2 separate regions of the Gossypium arboreum genome follow, and region 2 is linked to region 1. The links are chromatin contacts, called in public Hi-C maps. All regions are on one chromosome and are shown on one strand. Each heading gives the region's core, a stretch centred on a gene start, on an enhancer-like site or on the middle of the called end of the contact. The rest is flanking DNA. Distances are from core to core; before and after follow the strand shown.

Region 1 (7,519 bases), core at 1,472-3,971:
AGAAAGTGTTGAAAGCAAGAAAGAGATTACTAACATCAACGACCATCTTGTCAATTTCACAGATGTCAATCTGCTCAACAGAAGAATGACGAGAAACTTCCCGGAGAACTCCACCATCACCACCACCAATGACCAAAACCTGGTAAAAGAAACAGGTAAGTGGGGATCGAAGAAGACAACGGGTGCCTGTCAAGTCATTTGATCTTTTTGGTAAAATACCATTAAAAGAAAGCTCCCAAGAGAAGCCACATTAAATGGAAACAGATTATAACTAAAGCATGTTCAACTTCCACCCAAAACTATTGAACACAAATAGTTCATTGCTGTTAAATATCAGCAGTTTGTATTCTTTAGATTTTATTGGTTTTCATTTCTAAATGAGGGAGTTTCCTTCAGGAAAAAGAGAAAAGAACATGTAAAACTTCTGTTGGTTTAACAGCAGATATGAAAAGACCACATTCACCAAAAACTAATAAAATTAAAAATAATCCAAATATGGAGTCAAAACAATAAACAAAATCATTTCCAGTGGATCTCAGTAATATTATATGGCTCCTTCACCATACTTAACGAAAATTAAGCATTTTCTTCAGTCATTCTCTTGCAGCTAAATGTAAAAAATGAGGACTACCTTAATATCCATCCAAGCCTTAGTGAATCTAAAACAAGGTCCACTTCAAATGTTTACTGAGAAATGCAAATCGGGTAGAAAACAGCTCTTGATATAATCAGTAATATAGTAGCTGAAATATACCTTCTTAGGATTTGGAATGGAGCAAAGTGGAAGATGAGTGATCATTTCTTGATATGCACATTCATCTCTCTCTGTAAGCTGAATCACACCATCCAAAACAAGAACCTTCCCATATGTTGATGACTGCAAGAGTGCCGTGCTTCAAAAATTAAAAATTTAAAAGAAACTAAACAAGGAGAAAAAAGAAGCAAAATAAAATGGGACCATGAAATACCTGAAAGACCATAACATTCTGGTAATCAGACTTCCCTTGAAACAAGACCTTTTCAACCTTTAAGGAATGCGCCTCTCCTGCATATTTCATATAAAACAGAGCCACTAAAGATGTTTTTCTTCTCAGATACTAAATAAAAAGAAAGTATCATTTCAGTGAATTATTATGCTACTTCCTCCCTTACATCTTTCTTAATTTCAAGTAACCTACAAAGCCTACTGCATGGAAACCCCCGTGCACACTAAAAAGACCCTAACTTGCAAAAGTAACACCAGCCTCATACTCCACAACTTTCACAGTAACTACTATGAAAGAACCCATAAATCCAAGAATCAAAATTGGAAGCAATGGATTAACACATTGAATTATGAATGAATATAGATCAGACGTCGCTATTAAACTAATAGTACACACTCCCAAATAAGAAAAATACACACAAGTGACAACATGCAAGCAGTATGCACTTCGAGATGTCAATCATATAAACAAGCAAATGTGCACAAAGAAGCGTAAACGCTTAACATTCAATGAAAATGTAGTTAACTAGAAGTTAGACATATAAAAATAAAGCTTTTTTTTTTTTTTCCTTTTCCTTTTTCACTATAAAGAATCACAAACAGACCCACTACACAAGCAGAAATGACAACCAAGTTACATGAGATGTCCAAAATAAAAACATCCTCAATATGGGAGATGGGACCATTTGAGAACCCCTTTTTTCCCTAAAGAAGAGCCAAAAACAGAAAATATCAGATAAGAACGCACATCAGAAGTGACGAATAAAAGGGGGAACGAAGTTGAAAAGAACCCAACCCATGAATTCAATCAAAATAAGTAACGCCCTTAGATGGAACCAATATCTTACACAATCAAAATAAGCACAATAAAATAAAATAAAATAAAATAAAATTTTTTCATTCAAATCAGTTGAAAGCCAAATAAAAAGCACAGAAACTTGTTCACCCATAATCTAAAACAAATCTATAACCATAAAAAATATAAATAGATTAAAACATGCATCGAAAATCATAAAGGAAAAAAACCCAGATTTAAGAAAAAAGCCCTCTTTGGAATCGAAGCAGAGAAAGAAAAAAAACAACACTTTACATTCTTTTCTCCAAAAGGAAACGTAAAGAAAAGATTAGGAGAAATAATGGGGAATTAGGAGAGTTGAAAAACGAACCAGGCCACATTGGGCTAATCTCAGAGAACCATCCAGGAATAACAGAGGAAATCCCATCAGCTTCCTTGGAAGTATTATTGGTATCAGCTTCCATTTCCATGGCAACAGCAGCAGCAGCAGAAGAGACCCCGTTTTCTTCGTCTTCCCTGGGCCTTTTAACGGGCAAATCAGCACAACTTACAGGGGCACCGCTCTCTTCTGCCATTGAGACACCTATTTGTTTCTGTTTTAGAAATACAAAAAAATTGGGAAAAAGACCTAAAAAGAATCGGAAAATAGAAAATCTCGGGTTGGCTGGATACAGGTCACTGAAAGATAAAAAGAGGCCACACTAGCTTGGTCTTTGGTCTTGCTTTATAGTAGCATCCAGACGCCTGTTGCTGTAAGGGCTGGGCTGTTTAGGCCTTCGCCAAATAATATATTAATATAATATAAATTAAAAAGCAGAAAAAAAAGAATATTTGAGGAAGAAAAATCAAAATTTCAATTTATATCGTCATATATGGATTACGAAGAATCTGCTTGCAAACGACGCGTCTTTTGTGTGTGGACTGAGATTGTGACTTGTGAAGTTGTGATTTTCTTTCTCCTTTTTACTTAATTAATAATTAATATCGAAAAATACTTTTTATAAAATTTTCAGTTATTAAATTAGACAAAAATATTTATGTATGAATTTCAATGAACAACGCACATTATTTTTTAATAATGCCGAGTTGGATTCTGAACAATAAAGATTTTTCCAATTTAGTAAAATTGAATCAAATAAACAAAATCATTACTACTAGAACAATGATAATAAATGATAAGGTTCTCAATTAGGGTTGGGATTGTGATGAAATCATGTTTCGTTGGGATTATCAATGAAATTTTTATTTAATGATAAATATTTTTTTGCTTTATGTCAGTGTGAAAAGTTGGGGAATATCTAGGCGTAATAAAGCTACTGTTGGTGGATGATGCCGATATTTGTTAGATTTCCCTTTCTTTTTTATTTATTTGTCTGTTTTTGTTGCCTTCTCAAAATATAGAAACTATAAATTGCTCTGCATGTGGGTTGGATACCATGGAATATATGGGATTGTAGACTTCAATCTTATCATCTTTACTATTTCATTTGGTCACGGGGGATTTGTTGTATTTATTTTTATAAATTATTATAAAAATAAAACATGATTATCCAAGTGATATGGAATGCTCAAAATAGCTTATTTCAAAACCTTCATCTTCCTTTGTCATGCATTTTAAGAAGTTGCATGATTAAGAAGGTTAAGAGTAAAGATGAGAGAAATGAAGGAGAAACGTGGTATTATCACTTCGGTTGTAAGACGACTAACTAAATGATATATTGGTAGAGTTTATTTATGAGTAGGAACCTTATATAAGACATCTGAAAATAATTGTTTGTGTGTGGTTTTTTAGCGACTAATTTTTTGTATTTCTAGGGAATACATTGTTGAGTTTATTATACTTTGTTACTTCAAGTATTTTTGGAGACGTTATACTTACAAGTGAGGCTATTTAAGAGAGAGTGAGTGTACATCATTTGGTGATATTAAGATTGCGATTATCCAGTCAGTATTGGATAATTTGAGATTAAATCAAGTGTTGTATTGAAAAAAAATATTTAGAGGATTCATTCTTTTAGTAAGACTCTGCAGATGTAAGATTGTTTAATCCACACAGCGCCTAGAATTTTCGTCTCTCAAATTTTTTTGCTCCCTTATTTAACTTGCAAAACAAGTCTGTTAAAAAACTAGTTACTAACATTTGATTCAACAACTTTTTCCAACAAGAGTCGAAAACATCTTAAAAGGCCAATGTTTGTATTTTCATTTGAATGTTGATTTGAATTTTATCAATGTTAATATTTGGAGATTATTAACTAGCTTATTAAATATATGGTCAAATCTGATCATGACACTAGAAAAGCACATTATTTAACATAACGAATATGTTGAAATAGTAAATCAAACAAAGTAGAACACTCAAGCTGATGTCGATCCGATTTTTGTTGAAAATTATGTTGCAACAGAAAATACAAGTGAAGGTATGTTTATCCTTCAATAGACTTTTAGACTGATTAAGCTCAAATTTATAAGTGTTAAATATAAAATTAGTACTTGAATTTGTCCACTTCTCCTAAATTAGTATTTACGATTTTTTTGTCCCAGATTGGTACCCGAACTTATTTCCATCTACTAAATCAGTACTAAGTCTAACGTTGTTAAGCTTAGGAGACGTGACATAATAATATTGTGACACGTGGCATAAATGATGTCATGGTGATCTCAAAAAATTAAAAAAAAAAAACTTCTTTTTTCTTTTGACTTTTCTTTCCCCCTAAATTTTTTTAAGGTTCCTTTTCTTTCTTTATTTCGATTCATCCCTAGAGTTGAATACCTCATTCAAGAATTGTTTTTGATCCAATCCGTAGGAATCAATAGAAAAGGTAAATCCCTTATAATACACTAGATCCGGCTCGGTTATTGATAGAGTGAATAGATTTGCCATTCTTGAAATCTCTCTTCTGACTCAAAATCGTGGTGTAACGTATATCCGCTCCTGTTCTGGTCATGGAATAGATGAAATAAATAAAAAAAAATGGATTCTTCTTTCTCCTTCAACCCAAGTTGCTGCCCTCATCGTTGCTGATGGTTGGCCTCCTTTTCAGCCTAAAAATAGCACCAGAGTGTCAGTCAACAGTTTTTTATCTTCTCCAACTTCATCTCCTTCCTTTGTCAGACTTTTCAAATAAAAAAAACTTTTAATTTTTTTAATCAAAAGCTTATCTGTTTCTCTTTCATGTTTCTTTTAAGGGAGGTGAAGATTGGGCATTAATGTTTGTGAAAACAAATCAAAGGAAATGAAAGAAGAGGAGGAAAAAGTTGACCAGTTGAAATTTCTCCCCAAAATAGCTCTTCTGTCTTCCAAATGTATCTATCAAACATGAAAAATTGAATCGAAACATAACAGTAGTTTCAAATCTCTTGATCTTTGTTCATCGTTTTTCCTACAGATTCTTAAAAACTTCAAGAAAATAAAAAGGAATATTCACGATTAGTTACCAGAATTAGCAAAAAAACATTCTTCCAATCTCTCAAGTGTATCTACAAAAAAGAAAAATTGAAAATCTAGCTTTTTTTTCTAGAGAAACAAACAAAAAATAAATAAATGGAAGGGAACGGTCTTAAGGTTGAAGAAGGAAAAGACTAGTGAAAAAAAATTGTTGACTATTACTACCAAACAAGAAGAAGAAACTTGGGTTGAAGGAAAAAGAAGAAAAATAATAAAAAAGGAAGAAAAAAAAAGGAACTCAAAAAAATTGGAGGGAGGGGAGAAAAATCAAAAGGAAAATTTTTAATTATGACATCACTATGATGTCATTTATGCTACGTGTCACAATCTTATTTTGCCACGTGTTTTAAACTTAACATCGTTAGACTTAGGTACCGGTTTAGTTGACAGAAAAAAAAAAGTTCGAATATCAATCTGGGACAAAAAAACCATAAGAACCAATTTGGGAGAAGTGGACAAATTCAGGAATTAATTTTATATTTAACCTTTATTTATAACGATGAAATGGAAAAAACCTTTGCTCAACTATTAAAAGTGCAACACAATGTCAAGAAGGTCATATTTGCTAAATTTATTTATGACTTAGAGAAAATGACACGGTAGAGAAATTTTCTTTAGCATTTTTGCCAAAAAGGAGGAAGAGTAAAAGTTATGGACAACAAATGATAATATTTTGAACTTGGTGTTGTGGTTATGCTTCTTTAGTTTTTTATGTTAATATTTTGAAGTTGACTTTTGTTGCTATTATGTTATAACTCTATTGACTACTAGATGATTGTTCTATTAGTTATTTCAATATTATTATCTTGGAGATGTGATGATTGCTTCATATTCTCTGCTTATGCATGATTGTTGCTGATGAAAAGTTCAAACTATCATTTTGAGTATGTTGATGATGAATCTAGTTCTTTTTGTTTAGTTTTTAACTTTGTATCATCTATAGGATTTTGTATGCTTCATTTGCTGCAAAGTTATATTAAAATGCCAAAGAGGGGAGATTGTTAGAAACTTTAGCAGTCGAACTTTTTGTTACAACATGAGTTTTAACAACCTTTTATAATAATCAAAGTATTTTATTGAATTGACAATTTTGATTTATAATATTTTAAATGACGTGTTTAAATGTCGAGATAGGCAACAAATGCAAATTTTTGTTGTTAAAAGGGAACTAGATTATATATTGATAGAGTCCATTTTCTAAGAGAAACCTTTGGAGAACAAAGAAGAGTTAAAATGTTATGGATTTATCTAGTTGAGTTTAATGGCCAAATCTGATAAGCTTTTGAAGATGTTGATAGTTTCAAAACTTAGCATATATCTAGCATCTTTTAAATTCGAAAATCAAGTGATTAAAGGCTTACCTTCATAAGATAAAATGTGCGGAATAAGGTAGCCAAAAATCACAGTTTGGTTGTGGTTTATTGGGGAGTGTTTATTTGTTCTTGGGAATATTTTGTAGTTTTTTTTTTGTTGGAGAGGTTATACTTGTAATTGAGGTTATTTGGGGAGAGCGAGTGCAAACAATTGAGCAACATTGATGCTGCAATTATATGTTTGAGTTTTGGGTAGGTTGGGCTTAAATTAACTGTTGTACCAAGAAAATTAATTAGTGGATTCATTCTCTAAGCAAGGCTCTGTAGAGATATGATTGTTTAATCTGAATTGCATTAAGAATTCTGGTATCTCGTTATTCTTTTACTCCCTTATTTAACTTGTTAAACAACTATGTTGAAAAAACTTGTTACAACATCTGTTTTGACAACAACTTGAATAAAGGCAAACTAAATTGCTTTTTCAAATATCATTTCAAGCTCTAGCATCTATTGTTGTTTTTACTACTATAATGGTGTTGCATCTGTTTTATGCATATTGGCCATATCTATGTGATTTCAAATGAAAGTTGATATGAAACATCCTCACATCAGTATTGTAACATATCCTAACCCTAAACCGTCGTCAGAACAGGGTTATGAGGTATTACCTGACATATCAAATAAAATACGAAATTTAAACAAATAATTTACAAACATCTCATAAATATATCATATGTACTATCCAAATCAATTCAATTGATTTCATTCAATCCAATTCAAATACCATTCCAAAATAACCTAAACATGCCATTTCATAATCTTAACATTTCATTTATATTGTATATAACCATCCAAGGTTAATTTATAATACCATTCACAAACATATTTCAAAATGACCTATACAATCAACCTAGGCACATGCCATTTTACAAAAGAGAATATACATAACCACTTTACTGAGTTTGGGATTGGTTTGG
Region 2 (7,519 bases), core at 2,861-5,360, 88 kb after region 1:
TTTGTTTGAACTAGAATTTGCTGAATTGATTTTTGTTTTTCTTTGATTCTTTGATTTGTTGTACAGAACATTGTTATTCTTAGTTCTTTGTAGTAAATTTTAGTTTCTTGGATAAAATACAAATACTTATCTAAATAATAATAATAATAATAATAATAATAATAATAATAATAAATTAAATCAATTAATTTTATTGTAAAATAAAATAAAAATAATCAAAGATAGTACAACATTGAATCACCGGTAATTAAAGATAAAATTAATTTTATCAATATTTTAGCAAGGTTTTTCTTGAATTAAAATTATTTTTGTAATTATTTTTTATTTTATGTTAATTGTAAGACCAATATTAAGAAAAATATTTTTATTTAAAAATATGAAGTTAGTATATGTAGGCATAGGAAAATAGGAAAAAAATAGGCAGCCTCGAGATGCTTCATTGCGTAAGCTAATGTTTTAGGAATAAATTACAATATTCGTCCAAATATATATATATAGGATAACGGGCAGAGAATATTTCGAGTTTATCACAATGGAACCATTCTTTCTTTATTTGAAAGCATAAACACTTTTCGTTTTTGAATTTTTAAGTTATTTTAGTTTTTATTTAAATTTTTATTTTTTATATTTAAATTTTTGAACTTTTCGTAGAAAGAGATTTGACTAATAAAAAATTTTCAAGGCAGTCCAATATTTTTTTCTAAATCACCTCAAAAAATGAGAAGTTAATATTTTTAACTTTGCTGATGTTGTATACATGTGGACTCTCGGTAGATAAGTTGTTTAATTAGTTTTTTATTATTTTAACAATTAAAATATATATAAACTATTTTTAAAAATAAAATCATTAAATTGTAAAAACTTAATATTTTTAAAATTTAAAAATTAATTAAATGCTTCATCTACATAATAATTTACTTGTATGTCATGTCAGTAAAGTTAATAAACGATAAATTTTCTATCCATTTAGGGTGATTTGACAAAAATGTAAATTCAAATACCACAAGAGATGGAAATTAAATGGAAGGCTAATTTTTTTATTTTTTTTTGGTAAAGTTAGAGGGCAAAAATTTTGAAAAAAAACTACTCATATTAATTTCTATGGAAATTTCAATAAATTTTCTGGTTTTAAGTTTGGTAGAATTTTGGTTTTCAATTTAAGAGGAGAAATAAAATAATTCATAGGAAGAAATTAAAAGAATTTTGAATTTTATGATGAACCATAAAATAGAATGATTTTAATTAAATTTTAATTTGATGATAGGAATTTTAATTACTTGGATTGATTTTTTATATAAATAGATAGATAGATACAGATAGCAACCATGGCAGATCGAGGTTGAGATCTCATTTCGGCAACTTGAATCCGACCAACGTCTAATCTGACAATTCAACTTCCTAACGCATCTCCATTTTTTTTCCCTTTATTTTATTTAGAAAAACATGTTGATTTTTAAAATATTAAATGTGCAATATTTGTTTGAGAGGAGAAAAAACCATTCTATATTGATTAATCAACTGTTCACGGTGGCTCAAATAAGTGAGGGTTTCCGTCCTTACTCCTTTTGGCAACGACGGTATGCGGAGGAGAAGTCGGGGCCTGGTAGGGCCAATCACCTAAAATAAAAAATTTTCTATTTAGGTTTTTTTATAATTTATAAAATTTTAAATTAATAATAATAAAATTATACTTTAATCCTCTTAAAATAATAAAAATTAATTTAATCTTTTAAAAATTATAAAAATATAAATTATTAAAATAATAAAATTAAATTTTACTTTTATAAAATATATAATTTAATTCTTATCCAAAAAAATTTGACTTCACCGTAGATGGTATATTACAAGCAGATTTGCTTCTTTGAGTTTTGTGTTTGACTTTTGTAAGATTTGTTTCAAGCTTATTGATTGTTCCTTTAATTTATCTTGTATTAATTGAACACTTGTATGAAACTTAACCTTTTCTTGCTTGTTATCCTTTTTTAATAGAAAATCTCATGACCAAAAAACAAAAACTTTTTTACTTATTATTTTTTTTTTGAGTTTTACTCATTCTTGTAATATCATGTTTATAATTCATACTAAGTATTTTAATATTTAGGTAAATATTAGGTTTTCTTTGTATTAATATATCAAATAACCAAATGAGGTATTTTTTTAAAATTTTAAAAATGATTTTCTTTTTGAGAATTTTTCCTTATGGAGAAAAGAAATAGAATATATGCTGTAAACTTTAATTTTGGTAAAGCATGGGGCATGGGTGGCAGTGTATAGATATTTGTACACATAATATAAGGTAGCAAATATCAACGTCTACAGCTTATTGCTCTTTTTTATTATTTTGTGAAGTATATTGTTTTACACGTAGCCGGCTAGCTCTAGAAAACCAACATCTGAAGTGTGGTAAGCAAGCAAGATGAAAGTTGAATTGAGTCCACCGTAATAACTATTTTAACTTTTCAAGTTCTTTTATTTTGGTTATTAAAAAATATCCTTTTAATTTAGTTATCAATGTTAAAAAATTTAGTTCCTCAATTACCCTTAACAAACATTAAATATTTAACGTTTAATTGATTAAAATTATATTTTTTTACAATAATAATTCAATTAAAAAATATTTTTAAGTAATCAAAATAAAAACTCCCAATTAGGTTGTGTACCTAATAACAATAATAATATTCCACTTATACAGGTTGTGAAAAGAACCGATGGTGTTCCGTCAAAATCCCAAAAAGAAGGAAGGTGATGGATGGATGGATGGATGGATGAGTTTACGTGGGCGGCGTAATTTGGCATGGGGGTTTTCACACTTTGTAAGTCCATCATCAAATTAAAATGATGAGCTTCCAAGAAATTAGAGACTGGCAGTCAGGTGAATCACACGCAAGAAAAGATCCATTTGCCATGCAACTGTTGATGATGATGCCGATTTTATTTTTAATTATTATTCAAAAGTAGTAAGTTTCCACGACAACCAACTCTGACAAAGTCAAATGATATATCTATCCCCTACCACCAAAGTGTAGCAACCAACTCCTCCACTGACTGCTGTCCTTTATTCTTTTTTGGTCGGCAAATATGAGAGGGGGTCCCTCAACATGGGTTTGATTGCCTTCTTTTTTTACTTTCTTTTCTACACTTGCCTCTCCTCTATTATTCTTTTTCTATGGTCGGTTCAATTTATTGCAATTGTGCCATTTAGATTTTAGGTTTTTCTTCACTTATTTTGACAAACAAACAGAAAAAAAAAAAAACAAACTCTTGAGCATTATTTGATAATGTATCACAGTTTTCGATTTAATTTGATTTTTATTTTTAAATTTATTTTTTAGATTTAATTTTGACAATTTAAAAATTTCTCGAAAATTCAGTATTATTGTTATAGATATTATAGATTATTATGTTGAGGCATAATATATTTAAAATTTTGTAAAAATACCACAAAACTCTCTATACCATATCACAAATTGTATTTTAGTTTTTCTATTAAAAAGGTAAATTAGAGTGAAGAAAACAATTATTTTTTAAAATTGCACCTAAATGTTTGTTTTGATATTTATATATAAAATATAATAATAAATTTAACCCTTTATATTTATATATATTCATCAATTTTTAAATTCTATATTTTTAGCAATATTAGTAGTCCAAATCTTCCTGTAGTGCAATTTTCAATTATTTCATATATTATTTCAAGTACAAAGCTATTTTCATGTCAGTTAATATCTTTTAAATTGAATATCCATATCATTAGAAAACTTTGAAAACGCAAATTGAATCCATAACCAAAAGGAAAACAGGAAAAGTGCATTCAACTCCAAATTTTTAAAATTAGATTAATGATTGAATCAATTAGATTGTCAATTCGATTAAATAAATCATTAAAATTTTATAAAAATAAAAATTATTAAAATTCAATTCAATCTATTTTTACTGAGTTCTTATCGGTTCTGAGTCAACCTATTTAAAACCTATCTCTAAAATAATACTTTAATTAATTTTTAATTTAGTTAATTCAACCAATTAATTCAATTCGATTCAGACAATCTTGTCGAACTGAAGGCATTACAGTGCGGCAATGCCAATATTTCGAAACAAGAGTGCTACTCGCCCATGAAGCGTTGATGCCATGGCCCATGCAGCTCATATTTCGCATAGATTGTATCCATTTGGTCACTGAAAAATTGGTGGTGCAAAATAAAAATGAAGAAAAAAACAATTGTAGATGTTAAAATCACAGAAACGTCAATTGGAGTATTTTATTAGTTTTTCAACTTAAATTTTTAATAAAAATTATAGAAATTTTAAAATTTTAATGACTTTCTAATTTTTAAAATTTTAAAGATTTTTTTATTTTTAAAATTTGTTACTAGGTTTTCATTTTTCCTTTAGCTTTATTAGTTTCAAAATTTTCTAATTTATTTCTAATAAAAAGTAAGGGTTAAATTGAATAAATGTATAAATGTTTATGGCTAAATTTGTTATTACATCTCATGTACAATTTTAACGGAGGAATTGTTTTCCTCACTCATCTAGCATACAAAAACTAATTTACTATTTTTTCAATAGAAAAACTAAAAAGCAATCCAATGTATAGTACAAATGATTTTGTGATACTTTTTTTATCAAATATTTATAATTCTAAACTTTATATCACAAATAACATATTTACACGTATCATTATAATAGAGTGTAACTTAAGCTAAGTTGATTACCTTTTATTTATCCACTAAAAAATTATTTCATTTTTGGAGATTCATAAAAATATAATATTTTTCCTATTATTTAATTTCTATGGAGTATGCCACGAGTTAAAGTGCACTAATTCAGTTAAAAATATTATTTTGTTTTTAAAATAATTTATATTACTCGAGTGTATTTTAGTCTTTTATTTTTAAAAAATACAATAAAAATGTATGTTATGGGATTACAGTCACACCAATTGCATACATGAAACTAAGTTTACCACTCAACCAAAGCTCTATTTTGATTTTTTTATACATTTTAATTTTATTATATACACTTTATGATCTACATTAATTGTATATATATATTATTATTTAAGTCCTTGACTAAGTTGGTGTCACGAGTTAATCGGGCATCAACTTGGTTAGTGAAATTACAAAAAATATCCTTTCGTATGCGTATTTATTCTAATTTTTTATTTAAATATTTTATATATATTTCATGTGTTATTATTAAATAATTTCAAACCATGCGTTTTATTATTTATTGTATATTATTCTAAAACATAGTATTCATTTAGTATTCTTAATATGATGTATTAATGTGTTTAAATTGTCATTTTACTCACAATATAATCTAATTGTTCTATTTTAATATCGTACATATTTTATGTGTTGTTATGATTAATTAGTTTCAACCCAAAGATTTCATTGTTTACCTTATGTTTTTTAAAACACACGACTACATTCTAAATTCGTGGGATCCTCATGCATATGTCATAGGCTAAAAATCAAAGCATGTGACAAATGCACATAAATCGTCTCATGGAGGTCAATTGATTAAATGAGGCTCATTTGATCAACTAGAATTTGTCTGATTTGTGGAACCCATGGAGAAGCCCATCTTTTTGAAGTCTTTGTGGCCCAGAAAAATACTCTAGTAAAACTAAAGTTACCATGGTTAATGTAAATTTTAAGGGATAAGATTGTATAGAGTTTAAACCCCTTAGGACTCTAATCTTGTAGATAGGCACTAAGATCAACTGTTGATGTAATTCAATTTGTATCATTGGATCTAGGGAAGCTCAACTATAAATAGAGGTCTTCCCTTCATTTGTAATCACTTCATCCCATTTTACTTTATTCTTAAGTTGAAGAATATGTTTTAAGATCATTTACTCAAACACTTGGTGTTAATTGCTTCCTTGTGACTTTTTTCAATTTCTTTCGTTCCTCATTCACTTTTAAGTTTGCTTCTATTCTATTTTGATGCCTTAGAGAAATTCTGGAAAATTCCTATCTTTCGAGAGTAAGTCTAACTTAAGTAGATTTGAAACAAAAAAATGGCCTAAGGTCGTTTAATGTTCCATACTAAAGTTCTAACCTCATAACACATACGTGTATGATAGAATTTATAATATTCATAAATATCCTAACCAAAACTTTAAGTCCAAAAGCCAATTTTAGACCCTAAATCTTAAATCCTATTTTTGACCTTAATCCTAAACCTTAAAATCCAAATCCTAACCTCTAAATCCTAAATCCAACCTTAAACATTAAAATCTTTAACTATTGTCCAAAAATCTAAATCTTAGTTCACTATTGCTACAGGTTAATATTTATTTAATTAATTATTATAAAATTTTCCTTAAAAATTATTATAGAAATTTTGGAGATTATAGTGAAAATTTTATTTGGAAAAATTAATAATTAGAGGCGACAAACAAACAATTTCAAACTAAATCATATTTGGTTATTTTCAGATTTAGATTATTTCAAGTTTAAATTTTTTAGGGTTTGGGATTTTCAAGGTTCAAACCTTTTAAGATTCAAAATTTTTCAAGCTCGAATTATCTTGAATTTAGATTGATTCAAATTGGGTGTGCTTATACAAATTCAAATAATTTTAAAGTTTTTAAATTATAAAAAATATTTTGAAAGTATTAATTAATGTTACTTTTATATGATGATAACACAATCCAAATTCAGCTCATAAGAAGCTATATATATTCTATTAAAATAGAGGTCTTTTATATAATATAACTAAAAAGTGCTTGTTATATGTAATATTTATGATTATAAGATATGTCTATAAATTTTATATATGTGAATATCTATAATATATAAAAGTGAGAAAATAAATTATCTTATTTATTATATTATTATATTGAATTTTGAATTTTGAATTTTTTTATATTGTTAAAAATTAAATATTAGAAAAACATTTTATTAAAGTTATAATTTGAATACTTATATTCTAAGATTGACCCAAACTCATATTCTAAACTATTTATACCTAAGCCCAACATAAACTTACTATCCCAAATTTGAAGCCCAAATATATATAAAAGAAAATGCCCAAGTATAAATAGTAAAATTTAGAACTCAATGCAAAATTTAGCTAACAAAAATAAAATTGTAAACAAATTAAAATATTAAGAATTTATATACTTGCTTAGTAATATAATAAATGATACATAACCATTGATGTATTTTGTAACATTATATTATGTATACTATATACTATAATTATGTTATGCAATTATATATAGATTTGTTGAAATGTCTTGTCAAAATATCAAAAGAGAGATTGTTGAGACTTTAGCTATTTCAGTTTAGTTGTTTTATGACTTGTTTGAACATCACTTAGAACAATAAAGTTGGACAATTAAAATGTCGTGAATTTTGTTAACACTTTTTACTTGGATAATTTTGATTAATTTTTTATTAATAAATTATATTTGGTTGGAGTTAGGAATTATTTTTATTTTTGTTGAAGGATTTATTTTTATAGGGAAGAAGGAAGAGGAGTAGTTTATTAGCAACAAACTTTC

The links. Hi-C and Micro-C count contacts between places; a contact is called where the count stands out from the background.
Region 2: a Hi-C map of leaf shows a contact between it and region 1, with 4 times the contacts expected there. The contact joins the enhancer-like site here to the promoter of LOC108476249 in region 1. A contact is called at or near these places in 2 of 5 Hi-C or Micro-C datasets (both in leaf).

The regions. Positions count from the first base shown.
Region 1 is chr3:14,633,145-14,640,663 of ASM2569848v2, forward strand. It overlaps LOC108476249 (spermidine synthase 1), which reads right to left and starts at 2,722. Exons shown (of 9, transcript XM_017778400.2): 1 at 2,152-2,722; 2 at 969-1,045; 3 at 755-877; 4 at 35-139. The coding sequence starts at 2,356.
Region 2 is chr3:14,719,506-14,727,024 of ASM2569848v2, forward strand. No RefSeq gene overlaps it. Among protein-coding and RNA genes, the nearest start is that of LOC108476135, 18 kb to the right of the region's middle. Within about 2 kb of position 4,111, at least 1 of the 2 cell types and tissues checked has an H3K27ac peak or open chromatin away from gene starts, as enhancers often do. A contact at or near this core is called in leaf, where this site is marked.